Linked DNA regions of Ovis aries: region 2 is linked to region 1. A link is a contact called in public Hi-C data. All regions are on one chromosome and are shown on one strand. Each heading gives the region's core, a stretch centred on a gene start, on an enhancer-like site or on the middle of the called end of the contact. The rest is flanking DNA. Distances are from core to core; before and after follow the strand shown. Region 1 holds the start of SPAG7 (sperm associated antigen 7). Region 2 holds the start of ARRB2 (arrestin beta 2).

Region 1 (5,932 bases), core at 2,286-4,785:
AGGAAGGAGGAGCAGAGAGGTCAGAGAGGTCGGCAAGATGGAAGCGGAAGTGTCTGGCACTAACCAGGAGGTAGGGGGAGGCTTGCACATGCCAAGAGCTAAAACTCTTGTAGAGTGAATGAACCCATGAGAGTGGAGAGTGGCTCTTCACATGCAGCAGCCTGCTTCTCTGCTAGGACCTGGGACATACCTGCTTTAGAGAGACTAAGGGATTAACCGGGGCGCACTAAAGTGCAACAGATTTAGAGAACGCCACACGGTAGGCATCTTTATGTGAGACCAGCAGAAAGTGCTGCAGGCTGCAAGGCTGGAGCTATTCAATAAGGTGTCATGTGATTGGCAAGCGCTCAGCTGATTCTTGGCAAGCTCAAGGAGGGGGTGGCAGACATGGCCAAGTCTGTGGGAGCTGGCATGGGGCAGGCTGGGTGGGACAGTGGGCAGTCAGCCTGGAAGGCTAAGCCCTTCATTCGCCCAGCTTCTGAATCCCCATGTGCTATACGTCCTTCCTAGCCTGTGTTTTCCACAACATCTCAACACAGGGCTGTATTAAGTGGGACCCCAAGGAGTGTAAGTGAACCTGGAACACTGGCCAAGAAAGACAGGGTTAATGGGGGCAGCCATCCATGAGGCCTCATTGTCTGGTGCTGATAGGAGAAAGATAGGAAGTGAACTTATGCTATGGCCTTGGCAGAGCAAGAACAGCTGGGGGGCCCCTCAAGGTTCACCCAGCTTCTCCTTCATCCAGGTGGACATGATCTCACTGGCCAAGCAGATCATTGAAGCCACACCAGAGCGGATTAAACGAGAGGACTTCGTTGGGCTGTCTGAGGCCGGAGCCACAATACGGGAGAGGACGGGAGCGGTGGGGCTCAGTGAGACCATGTCCTGGCTGGCCAGCTACCTGGAGAACGTGGACCATTTCCCCAGCTCGGCCCCTCCAAGGTGACCAGCTTAGGACAAAGCCTCCAGATCCTTCAAAGGAACATGGGAGGGAGAGAGTGAGGGAAGAAGCTGCACTATGGCCAGAGCCTTTGAGGAAGGGATTGGTACTGGCTGGCGAGCTCTGAAGTCACTCTCCAGACCCTGTTACTGGGGCTCTGCCTTCAGAGCAGCACCCAGGTGGGAGAAGAGGGACTTCAGATGTCCAGGACATTCTTTATCCCTGTGCCCTACAGTGAGCTGCCATTTGAGCGGGGCCGCCTGGCTGTCCCTCCAGCACCTTCCTGGGCAGAGTTTCTCTCTGCATCTGCCAGTGGCAAGATGGAGAGTGACTTTGCCCTGCTGACCCTCTCGGATCATGAGCAGCGGGAACTGTACGAGGCAGCCCGAGTCATCCAGACAGCCTTCCGAAAATACAAGGTCGGGCGCTTGGGGGCTTCAGGGGATGACTTAGACAATCTTGAGTGGGGAGGTGATGGGTTCCCAGGACTTTGGGGGAGACAGCAATCATCTGGACAGATCAGGGGTAGGGAGAAGGGTCAAGGGACCCCAGGCACGTTGGAGGAGCAGGTCAGATGTTAGGTGGGCAGTTCCTAACTGATTCAGGTGCTGAGACTTCCTTCTTGCCACTTAGGGCCGGCGGCTGAAGGAACAGCAGGAGGTAGCAGCCGCTGTGATCCAGCGCTGTTACCGGAAGTACAAACAGGTGAGGCTGTCCTCTCTTGAAAGCATACCCACCAACCCACACACGCACCCACTCACCCCATCCCAGACTATCCAGAATGCTGCAGGAGCCCTAACTCCCCTTTTCTCTCCACAAGCTGACCTGGATTGCACTTAAGGTATTAGGCATGAGACCTGGGTGTGAGGCTGTCTGTGATGATTCAGCCTTTCCTTCCGTGAGCGTGTGGATTAGAGAAAGAGACTTGCATCGACTGAACTTGAAACGGGGTGGAGGGTGACCCTTAGGGGTCTGGGTCTCTGTCCCTCCATGTCAGCCCCTGCCCCTCCTCCCCACCCCTGCAGTTTGCACTCTATAAGAAGATGACCCAGGCGGCCATCCTGATCCAGAGCAAGTTCCGAAGCTACTACGAACAGAAGCGATTTCAGCAGAGCCGCCGAGCGGCAGTCCTCATCCAGCAGCGCTACCGCTCCTACCGCCGCCGGCCCCCAGGGACCCTGCCTGCCCGCAACAAGTACGGCCCCAACCCTCCAGCCCTCAGTGCACACCCACTGTGTCCACGGCCACTGCCCATGGACTCCCAACTCATCATCCTGCTCCTCCCCCACCCTTGCCCTGCCAAGGTTCCTAAGGGGCGAGGGGCAGGTGATTCCCGAGTGTCCTGTGCGGTCTCATCTGTTCTTCCTTCCACCAGAGGCTCCTTTCTCACCAAGAAGCAGGACCAGGCAGCCCGGAAGATCATGCGATTCCTGCGCCGCTGCAGACACAGGTGTTGCCCTTTCCCTCACTGGGGAGGACTGGGCCCCGCCGCCGCCTCCCCATCCCACCGCCCTGATCGGCCGGTCTCCTCTGACTCCTTCCTTGTCTCTCCGCAGGATGAGGGAACTGAAGCAGAACCAGGAGCTGGAAGGGCTTCCCCAACCCGGGCTGGCCACCTGACCTCTCCACTGCCTTTCTCATCACCCTGGGGGCCGCTTCTTGCAGTCTTAACAGGGAGAGGGCTCTCTGGGGGAGGGGGAGCCCCCTGTCGGCAGCTTTCCCGTCACTTCTGTGCTAGCCCGTCCTGGGTCTCCACCCCTACACCCCTCCGAAGTGCTGAACTCCCTCCCACCCTTGCCTCCTTCTCTTCCCTCCGGGTCGCGCCCCCTTCTCTTAGTCCCCGGCTCCAGAAGACCCATGCCCCACATACCTGCATCTTCAGCTGTGACCTCCGGAGCCCTGCCTGCCCCTTCTCCACAGCTCCCTCCCTGCCTGTGCCCACCTCGGCCCCTTCCTGACTTGCCTTATTTATTTGTTCGACGCGTCTCTGAATGTATCCGCCTCGGCCCCACCTCTGCCTTCGCTACGCGCGCGCCCCTCGTGTTTCAGGGCTGACCGTGCCCCCACCCCGACTCCGCATGTTTGCGTCTGTTTCCTCCCTTTCTGGCCCTGTCTTTCCCCGTCAACCGACCGACTCCGGCCACCAATCTCGGGGCCAAAGGGCGGGGGGGGTGTATATAGAAACGCGCTGCGGAGTCCTGCCCCGTCCCCGAGGGGAGGGGCCTTGTACATAATGTAACATACAGAGTATAGTGAAGAATCTATTTAAGGCGCTGCAGGGAGGGCTGCACGGCCGGGCTTGTGGTTCCTGGCGCGGCGGGAGCCTCCTGCCGGCTCCACGAGCACTTTCTACTTGTGCATGGGCTTGGTTTCTACGAATTGCCATTAAACATCGCTGCACCAGCCAGCCTCCGGCCTCTGTCTGCGGGCGGCGGGGAGGGGCGGGGCCCCGGCCGGCGGAAGGCTGCGGGCGCGCCAAGCCGGGATCTGAGCCGCGCCGGGGCGGGGCGGGTGCGTGGTTTTCCGCCTCCGACGTGTTTCCGGCCTTAAAGGCATTTTGCCCTTCCCTTTAAGACGCACCGCCCCCTCTCAGTCACTCCCAAGATGGCGGACCTACTGGGCTCCATCCTGAGCTCCATGGAGAAGCCACCCAGCCTCGGTGATCAGGAGACTCGGCGCAAGGCCCGAGGTGAGGATCCCAAATTCATAGCCGGCTTTCTTCGCCCGGTTCTCCGGATCGCAATCCTCCCTCTTTGGATGACCCCGCCTTCTCAACCTTGAAAGACCCCTCACCGGGCCCTTCAGAGACCCCCCGAGTCCCTAAAAGGGCTGCTGACCCGCCCGCTGTTCTTAGCGGACGATGATTGGCTCCCTGAAGCTCAGCACCAGCCCCCTGCCTCTTCCTGCCCTGGCCTTCCGCAGTCCTTGTTTTCAATTCGCCCGTGAGCCCGCCTGTCCGCCGGTGGCGTGGTCTGATTGGTAGGCTGTCCTGAACCCCACCCAACCCCTTCCCGCCTTCGGATCGGAGGGCGGTAAGATCGACCGCTCGGCCCCGCCCGCCCTGCCGGCGCGCCGGTCCGTGCACCTCTTCCCCTTCCGATTGGATCCAGGATACGTCCATCCACAACCCTTTCTCCCCTATTGGCCTCCTCAACTTAAAGGACTATCGATTAAGTTTGTTCGACCTTTCTCGAGCCCACCCCACCCTCAGCACCTCTAATTGGCTGCTGGAGCTGTTCAGTGCCCTTATGCTCCGCCTACTTGATTTAACCCGATCCCTTCTGCAGCGCTCCAACATTTCTCTCATCTGTACCCTGAAATTCCTGAGTTCCCTGGGCGGGTCGTGAATGTTGATTGGAGGAATGAGAAGGCCCCTACCCGGTCCTACTGGCCATAGTCTCCCAGCCTGTATTCGAGTAACTTCTCTGCTGGCGGTTCAAGTTGGACTGCCAGTGTAGGGCGCGGCCCGCTGGGCGGTGCAAGCCTCTCCTGCTCTCTCCGCAGCGTGTGAATGAATCTGACAGAATGAGTGCCTTTGGGGGAGGACACCGGCTCCCCACCCGTTCGAGGGAGGCCAGGCCAGGGGTGGGTGCCTTCAAAGTGCTCAAGTGCTGCTTAATGCCAAACTAACATCCATATTTACTGAATGGTTACTAAGGGCCAGGGGCACAACTCCAAGGAGCCGACAGTCCGGAGCATTGATGAAATGATCACACAGGAGTTAAAAATCAACTTTATAAATGCTCTGAAAGAAAAATAATTGTCAGGATTGTAACTACCCAGGGCTTCTAACCTAGCCTGCAGTGAGCTGAGATCTGAAGGATAGATAATTCAGTTAGTGAGAGGGCAACACAGTGCTCCAGGCAGATATTTGAAAGCTATAAGGAAGGAGTGCGCATAATGGGACCTGGGAACTGAGTTACTTCAAGCTCACCGCGACTGACTAGGTGGTTCACCAGCGGCCGTTGACAGACTAGGAAGCTGAAGTTGAGTTTAGTCACTTGCCTGTGGTTACACAGTTACTTAGTGGCGGCCTTTCAAACCCAGGTGTGACTTTCAAGCCCATGTGCTTATCCATAATCTTAAGTCACCTCCTCAGTTGCAGAGAGAAGACTCTCGAGACAGAACAGTCAGTGACCAAGACGGGGTCTGAGCCCATGAGGCTGAAGAGAGGAGTGCACCTGAGCTGTCCAGCCCTGGAGCCCCGGAGAGTAACTGGATAGGACAGGAACAGGGTCCCTGGCTTCTAGGAGCTCATAGTGGGGCAGGGAAGACAAAAGTTATAGTCTGTTAGTTCTCAGCATGTGCTGTAGTGGATGTCTGAACCAGATGTGCTTGGGCCCCAGAGGAAGAAGTAATTCTTCACCATCTGACTCATGGTGGATCTCAAAGTTTGCAAGGGGAAGAAGAGCATTTCAAGCAGCAGGAACAACATGTGCAAAGACATGAAGTGATTAGGAAAATGCGGATAGGTTCAGTGCAGCTGAAGGGGTTCTGATCCTGTGGAAGAAGTAGGCCTTAAGAATGTCAGCAATTTGAAATGGCAGAAGAGAGAAGAGGGGACAGTAAGACCCAAAGGTAGCGAGTTCTCTTTACAGCTCAGACACCTGCACTCCCAGAGGAGAAGAATGTTAGACTGGCCATTTCAGCTTCATCTTGGCTGTAGAAATAAGAAGTGGGGGTATTACAAAATATAGGAAGTTAAATAATTTCCTCTATCCTGTGTAGACAATGAGATGATAAACTCTTTGAGGCCAGGACTGGGTCTGTTCCCATTACCTCCCCAAACCTTAGAGTTCTTGGTATGTCGTAAGCAATAAATAAAAATGTTTGCTAGTTGGTTTCCCCAGTGGGAAACAGGGTTGAGCATGATCCTCATCTCTGTTTCTCCCACTAAACTGTGAGCTCCTAAAGGGCAAAGCTATGTCTTCATCCTCTTTGTACTTCAGGGCCTAGCAACGTATCAGGGATAGAGTAAATATCAATAAATGC
Region 2 (5,932 bases), core at 2,033-4,532, 210 kb after region 1:
ATCGTCTAGGGGCAGGCCGGGCCTTGTGAGGGCCCAGGGAGGGTCGGGAGGGGAAGCGCTGTGGGAGACTCACCTTGCAGTTAGGACTCGACTTCTTGAAGACCCTAACAAAACAGAAAGGGAAACCCACTGCCTGCCTCAGACTCAGCAGGGACCCCGGTGCCAGGACCTCGTCCCTCCCTTGCCCGAGAAGGCAGAGCTCACCCGAGATTCCCACCTGTAGGCTTTGGGGCTTTACCCAGCCCTACCCTGTCCCACTTCTCCCCAGAAGGACAGGTAACCACAAGTCCTTAATACTACCAGCATGGCAGCCCCCTTGCTCCACCCTCAGTAGTTTCCCTCCTCCCCTGGTAATGGCCTCCAGTTGCCAGAGGAACTGCTCAGGCTCTTCCCAGAGGATCTCCTCCAGGGGGACCTGAATGGGCAGGCTGCAGGTTGTCTGTATAAGACCTCTCCCTCTTTCCATCTCTGGTCTCCACCTCCCACAAGAGCTGGAATACTGGAAAGAGCAGTGGCTCTAAATTGGTTTCTATTATGGGAGGTTTCTAAGTGTGACCCTACTCTCCATTAACCTCCAACTGTCCCTGTCTCTGATCTCAGCAGCTTAAAATGTTATTTGTCTTTCAAGGCCCAGCTCAGATGTCACCTCCTTTAGAAAGTAGATCCAGCCCCACTCTAGTCACTCCCTTTTTTGGGGTTTCTGTCACACCTTGTTTATGCTTTACCTGTAGTGTGATAGGGCTTCCCAAGTGGTGCTAGTGGTCAAGAACCCGCCTGCCAATGCAGGAGATGTAAGAGACAAGGGTTCGATCCCTGGGCCGGGAAGATCCCCTGGAGGAGGGCATGGCAACCCATTCCAGTATTCTTGCCTGGAGAATCCCATGGACAGAGGAGCCAGGTGGGCTGCAGTCCATGGGGTCACAAAGAACTGGACTTAGCACACATGTAGTGTGATAATGTGCAGTTAGCTGTGTATCATGTATTTCACTAGACTGTGAGCAACAGAGGCCTTACTGATTCAGGCATCCCCAGCATAGTTGCAGCCATAAGCCAGACGCCGTGATGCTTCCTAACATTTATGGGTGTATGGTTCATGCCCTGTAGTGTGCCAAGTGTTTCAGGTGTGTGACTGCATTTAATGCTCTCAGCAACCCAGTGATGGAGGTCCTAATATTCCTATTTTACAGGTGAGGAAACTGAAGCCCAGGAGAGGTCAAGTATTTTGCCTGAGGTCACGGAGAGTGTAAATGGTGGAATTCGGGTACAGAGGTACTCTGGCTCTTCATCACTAAATGATTGTACTATCCTGCCTCTGTTCTTGGCATTATGTTTGTTGGAGTGAAGGAGATTCCGCTTTCTGGTTGCTGAAATGGTCTAAGCCTGGACTCCACCCACTGCTGGGAGGATAGGGAGATGTCTGGCAACCCCTGTGCCCTGGCCACTTGTGGGCCTGTTCTTTGCTGCCCCACCTTACTCCTACCAATCCACTCTGCCTCAGCAGTGATACCCAGGAAGGGTCCCCAGGTAGTAGAAACTGAAATCCTGCCACCTGGCCCATCCACTGTAACAAAGTCACATGCCCCTTCTTCCCAGAAGGCCAAGCTATCCAAAGACCACAAGGCATAGGGTACAGAGGCCCCCAGGTACCCCCATCGAGGAAAGGAGGGCAGACACTGGTATGGTGGGAACTAGGATAAGCACCCTATCTCTTGTCCCCACCTGGGGGCTGACTGCTGTGGCAGCCTTCAGCTCTCCCTCCCCTTTGCTTCTGGTTTTCCTCTCTGTCCCAGTGTTTCTTCCTATTAGGAGTCCTTGGCAGAGGGTTGGGACAGCCACAGTCTGTTGGACAACTGGAGTGTGGTTCTGGAGTAATTGCCCTGAAGCAGCTGCAGGGCACCTGCCCTTTGGATCCTAACCCAGCCAGCCTCCTGCCTGCTAGGGAGGAGCAAGCATGTGTATAGTGAGGCTGGCCAAGAAGGCGGAGTTTTGGGGTGACCTGAGAGGTGCCGAGTGGGTGAGGGGGCAGCAGAAGCAGATGCCCCTTCACACTTCCTGCTATTCTCTCCATTTCCTGTGGCCCAGAATTTGATGGAGGTGGGAGGAATTGTGCCAAGTCAGCAGTCCCTGTGTGGTCCATCCGTCCCCCTCCCTGAACCACATAACGGAAATCTGGGGCCTCCCTCAAGTCAGCGACTTCCCCTTTTGCTGTGTTTAACCCCTAATCCAGGACACCAGTCCTCCTTCTGATCACCTCTCCAGTATCAATCGACTGGGTGTTCGGGAACCTGTGATTTCCTATTCTATGGGTGGGGAGCTGTGGGGCTGGTAAAATGTTTTGCAGAACAAGTGACAGCTCAGAACCAGGCCCCCATTCCTGATCCTCTCTGGAGAGAAGCAAATAGCCCTAATCTTTTCCCTCTTTTGCTCCTGCTCCCCAGAGACTCAGGCATTCACCCCCGGAGGTGTTGGGTCACAACAGGAAGTGGATTTTGCTAGAGACCAAAAAAGAGAACTCGGGGTGTCAGTGGAAGGAAGGAGCCTCGATTGCACAGAAAACATCCGGGGAGTGGATGGCGTGCCCTGGGCAGATACAGCCTCCCCTCACTCACGGGAAGAGGGATAAGGCCCAGAATTGGGGAGGGTCGTCAAGCACTCTTTGCTCCCCCAAAATGAAGCTGTTGCTCCTAGCAACCCGGGGGAAAGCAGAAGTTTGGAAGCAGAGCCACCCGGCCCTTGGGGCCGGTGGGGGCAGTCTGACTGCCTGTGGGGTACTGGATAGGAGGCTTTCAAGTGGCTGGGCACGAGTCTTCGGGGGATCCCGCCCCTGGCATCTAGTCTGCCCACACCCGTCCCCTCCGGGCCGGCCACCTGCTCCTTCCTCCGCCCCTGCAACGCAGGCTGCACCGGAGAACCCAGTCGTCCGGCCCCCTACATCTCTGCGAGAAGCCCGATGCAGGTTTCTTGATCTTCAGCCCTCGCTTTCTGCAGGGACTGTGGCATGCCTTCCCCTCATTATCCTCGAGGACCTAGGCGTGCGGCCCCGAATGGCTGTCCCCTAGGGACCCAGGCGTCCGGCCCCCGAATTTTCTCCCTGGTGTTCCTGTCTGAGGACCGTCCCGGCACCCGCCCGGTGCCGCCGTCCACGTCCCGCCGAATGGCCCCACCTCTCTTACCTGGTCCCGGGTTTCTCCCCCATGGTGCGCGCGCCCGCCGCCCGCCCGGTTCGCGGATAGCTCACAGCCTCCTAGCCCGCTGCCAGGTCCCTGCTCCTCCCCGCGCCACTGCGCACGCGCGCCCCCGCGCTCTCTCCACTACCCCCGCCTCTCCTTCCCCCCTCCCAACTTGGATCTGGAGAACGGAGTCCAGATGCGTCAGCCGGATTGCGCGCGCCACGGCACTGCCCTCCCTCTCCTTACAGGCACGCGCGGTGATTGGCTCCGCCCGCCCCCTCCGCCCTCCACCCCGACCCCTGCGGAGGGATCCCTCCCCGCGCGCGGTCTCTACACCCTGCTACTCCCGCCCATCTCTCCGCCCCTCCGCACCCGTTTAGGAACTAACTGGGCCCCCTCAAAAGGAGGCGCCCGCCTTCCAGGAGATTAAAGCATTCTGATTGGCTCCCTGCATCAAGCACCCTGCAGGGGTTTCCTCCCCTTTGTTTGCTTTCTCAGTGGCGTTGGAGGCTACGGGGGTGGTGGGGGCAGTGGGTGAGCTCGAACACAGTCTAGGAAGGAGGATAAGGGGATGCACAGGTGGTGAGCGGTTCCAGTTGCGAGATGCTCGCCTATTGCGCGCCGCTCACCCCGGAGCCTGTAGCCGTCTTTGGCCCTCCCTCCCACTTCTTTATTGTGGTGTGTCAGCTCCCTCTGGTGTCTCTCTTTGATCTTCGCAGGGTTACTTCTAAATTCTCTTACTACTCTTCTCCATCCATTCATCGAAGTTAACATCCATTCATGCATACATCCGTCCATACATCTATCCATGTCTATTTTGTGCTAATCACTATACTAGGCAGTGGGAACTCAGACATGAATTAACATCACCCCTGCCTTCCTCGTATGGTTGAGGAGACATATGAAGAGATATTATGATTCCAGGAATGCTATAATAGAGGTATGACTCAGAAGACAAAGTGACTCCCAGAGCTTGGCTGGGGAGGGATGGAGGCAGAGCAGGCTGTCCAGAGGAGGGCACGTTTGAGGATAATCTTTCTGAAGTGTGGGCAGAAGTTAAGAAAGGGTATTCCAAAGACAGAGAAAAGCAAGGCACATCCTATAATGAGGTGTTTGTGGGAGTAGAGGGCAGGAGAGAGAAGGCTGAAGAGGATGACTGGAACAGGGTGTGAAGGATTTTGTATAGCAGGTAAAGGAATGAGGCTTCCCAGGTGATGGAGTGGTAAAGAATCCACTTACCAATGTAGGAGATGTGGGTTCGATCCCTGTGTCGGGAAGATCCCCTGGAGTAGGAAATGACAACCCACTCTGGTATTCTTGCCTGGAAAATCCCATGGACAGAGGAGCCTGGCAGGCTACAGTCCATGAGATCGTAAAAGACTCGGACATGACTGAGCAGGAGCAGCTCAGCAGCTAAAGAAATGAGCCAGGAGCCTCCCCTGGAGGAGGACACGTGGATCCAGTAGTGGATCTGCTCTTTAAGGCAAGGAGTGGAGTGGCATGATGAGACTTCTCCTTTAGGAAGACAATTCTGGGCAGTGTGGAGGGTGAAGGGAGTGGGGCACACTGTCATAGACTGAAACTAATCAAGGAGAGAAGATGAACAATAGAATGGAAGGGAGAAGGGGAACCAGGCTGAAGAGTCATTTCTAGGGCAAAATTGAGCAGACTGGGGGAGGATGATGAATGATGGACATTTTGGACTTAAGAAGCTAAGGTATTCTCCTCCTTCCATCTGTTTTCCCATATTCCCTCATCTTCCCCAAATGAACTGACTTCATTCTTCTCCACTTTTCTGTGCAACAAAAAGTAATGTACACAAGTCTCTGAGATCATCTTTAAGGTCAAATGCAGGCCTTACCCGGAGAAGGCAATGGCACCCCACTCCAGTGTTCTTGCCTGGAGAATCCCAGGGACAGAGGAGCCTGGTGGGCTTCCGTCTATGGGGTTGCACAGAGTCTGACACGACTGATGCGACTTAGCAGCAGCAGCAGCAGGCCTTATCAGCTGCCACCTCCCACCTCCAGTTCTCCTACCCTTCTAAGCTCACCCTTCACCCTTTTCAAGCTTTAGCTGGTACATTTCTTTTGGACTCATGAATCATTTATGTCAAAGGGTCATGACCAGAAGATAATGAGATCTATATTGCTACATATCTAAGGTGATTTTGGAACTGAAAGGCTGTGACTGGCATGGCATTACAGCTACTGTATTAAAAAAATACTAATGTAAAGACAACTTTCAGTTCAGTTCAGTCGCTCAGTCATGTCCGACTCTGCGATGTGGTGGACTGTAGCTCACCAGGCCTCCCTGTCCATCACCACCTCCCAGAGTTTACTCAAACTTATGTCCATTGAGTCAGTGATGCCATCCAACTATCTCATACTCTGTCATCCCTTTCTCCTCCTGCCTTCAATCTTTCCCAGCATCAGGGTCTTTTCAAATGAATCAGCTCTTCACATCAGGTGGCCAAAGTATTGGAGTCTCAGCTTCAACATCAGTCCTTCTAGTGAATATTCAGGACTGATTTCCTTTAGGATGGACTGATTGGATCTCCTTGCAGTCCAAGGGACTCTCAAGAGTCTTCTCCAACACCACAGTTCAAAAGCATCAATTCTTTGGCACTCAGCTTTCTTTATAGTCCAACTCTCACATCCATACATGACCACAGGAAAAACCATAGCCTTGACTAGACGGACCTTAGTCGGCAAAGTAATGTCTCTGTTTTTTAATATGCTGTCTAAGTTGGTCATAACTTTTCT

What was found. A called contact is a pair of places that touch in the nucleus more often than the background predicts.
Region 2: a contact with region 1 is called in a Hi-C map of liver, with 1.9 times the contacts expected there. The contact joins the promoter of ARRB2 here to the promoter of SPAG7 in region 1. A contact is called at or near these places in 2 of 16 Hi-C or Micro-C datasets (liver and mixed tissues).

The regions. Positions count from the first base shown.
Region 1 is chr11:26,308,862-26,314,793 of ARS-UI_Ramb_v3.0, forward strand. It overlaps SPAG7 (sperm associated antigen 7), which reads left to right and starts at 3,536. Exons shown (of 7, transcript XM_004012603.5): 1 at 3,536-3,629. The coding sequence starts at 3,545. CAMTA2 (calmodulin binding transcription activator 2) reads left to right here. Exons shown (of 21, transcript XM_060395349.1): 16 at 746-942; 17 at 1,176-1,359; 18 at 1,574-1,645; 19 at 1,966-2,135; 20 at 2,316-2,390; 21 at 2,497-3,343. The coding sequence ends at 2,560.
Region 2 is chr11:26,520,989-26,526,920 of ARS-UI_Ramb_v3.0, forward strand. ARRB2 (arrestin beta 2) reads right to left here and starts at 3,283. Exons shown (of 15, transcript XM_027975067.3): 1 at 3,174-3,283; 2 at 74-104. The coding sequence starts at 3,196. All of the region lies in intron 2 of PELP1 (proline, glutamate and leucine rich protein 1), which reads left to right.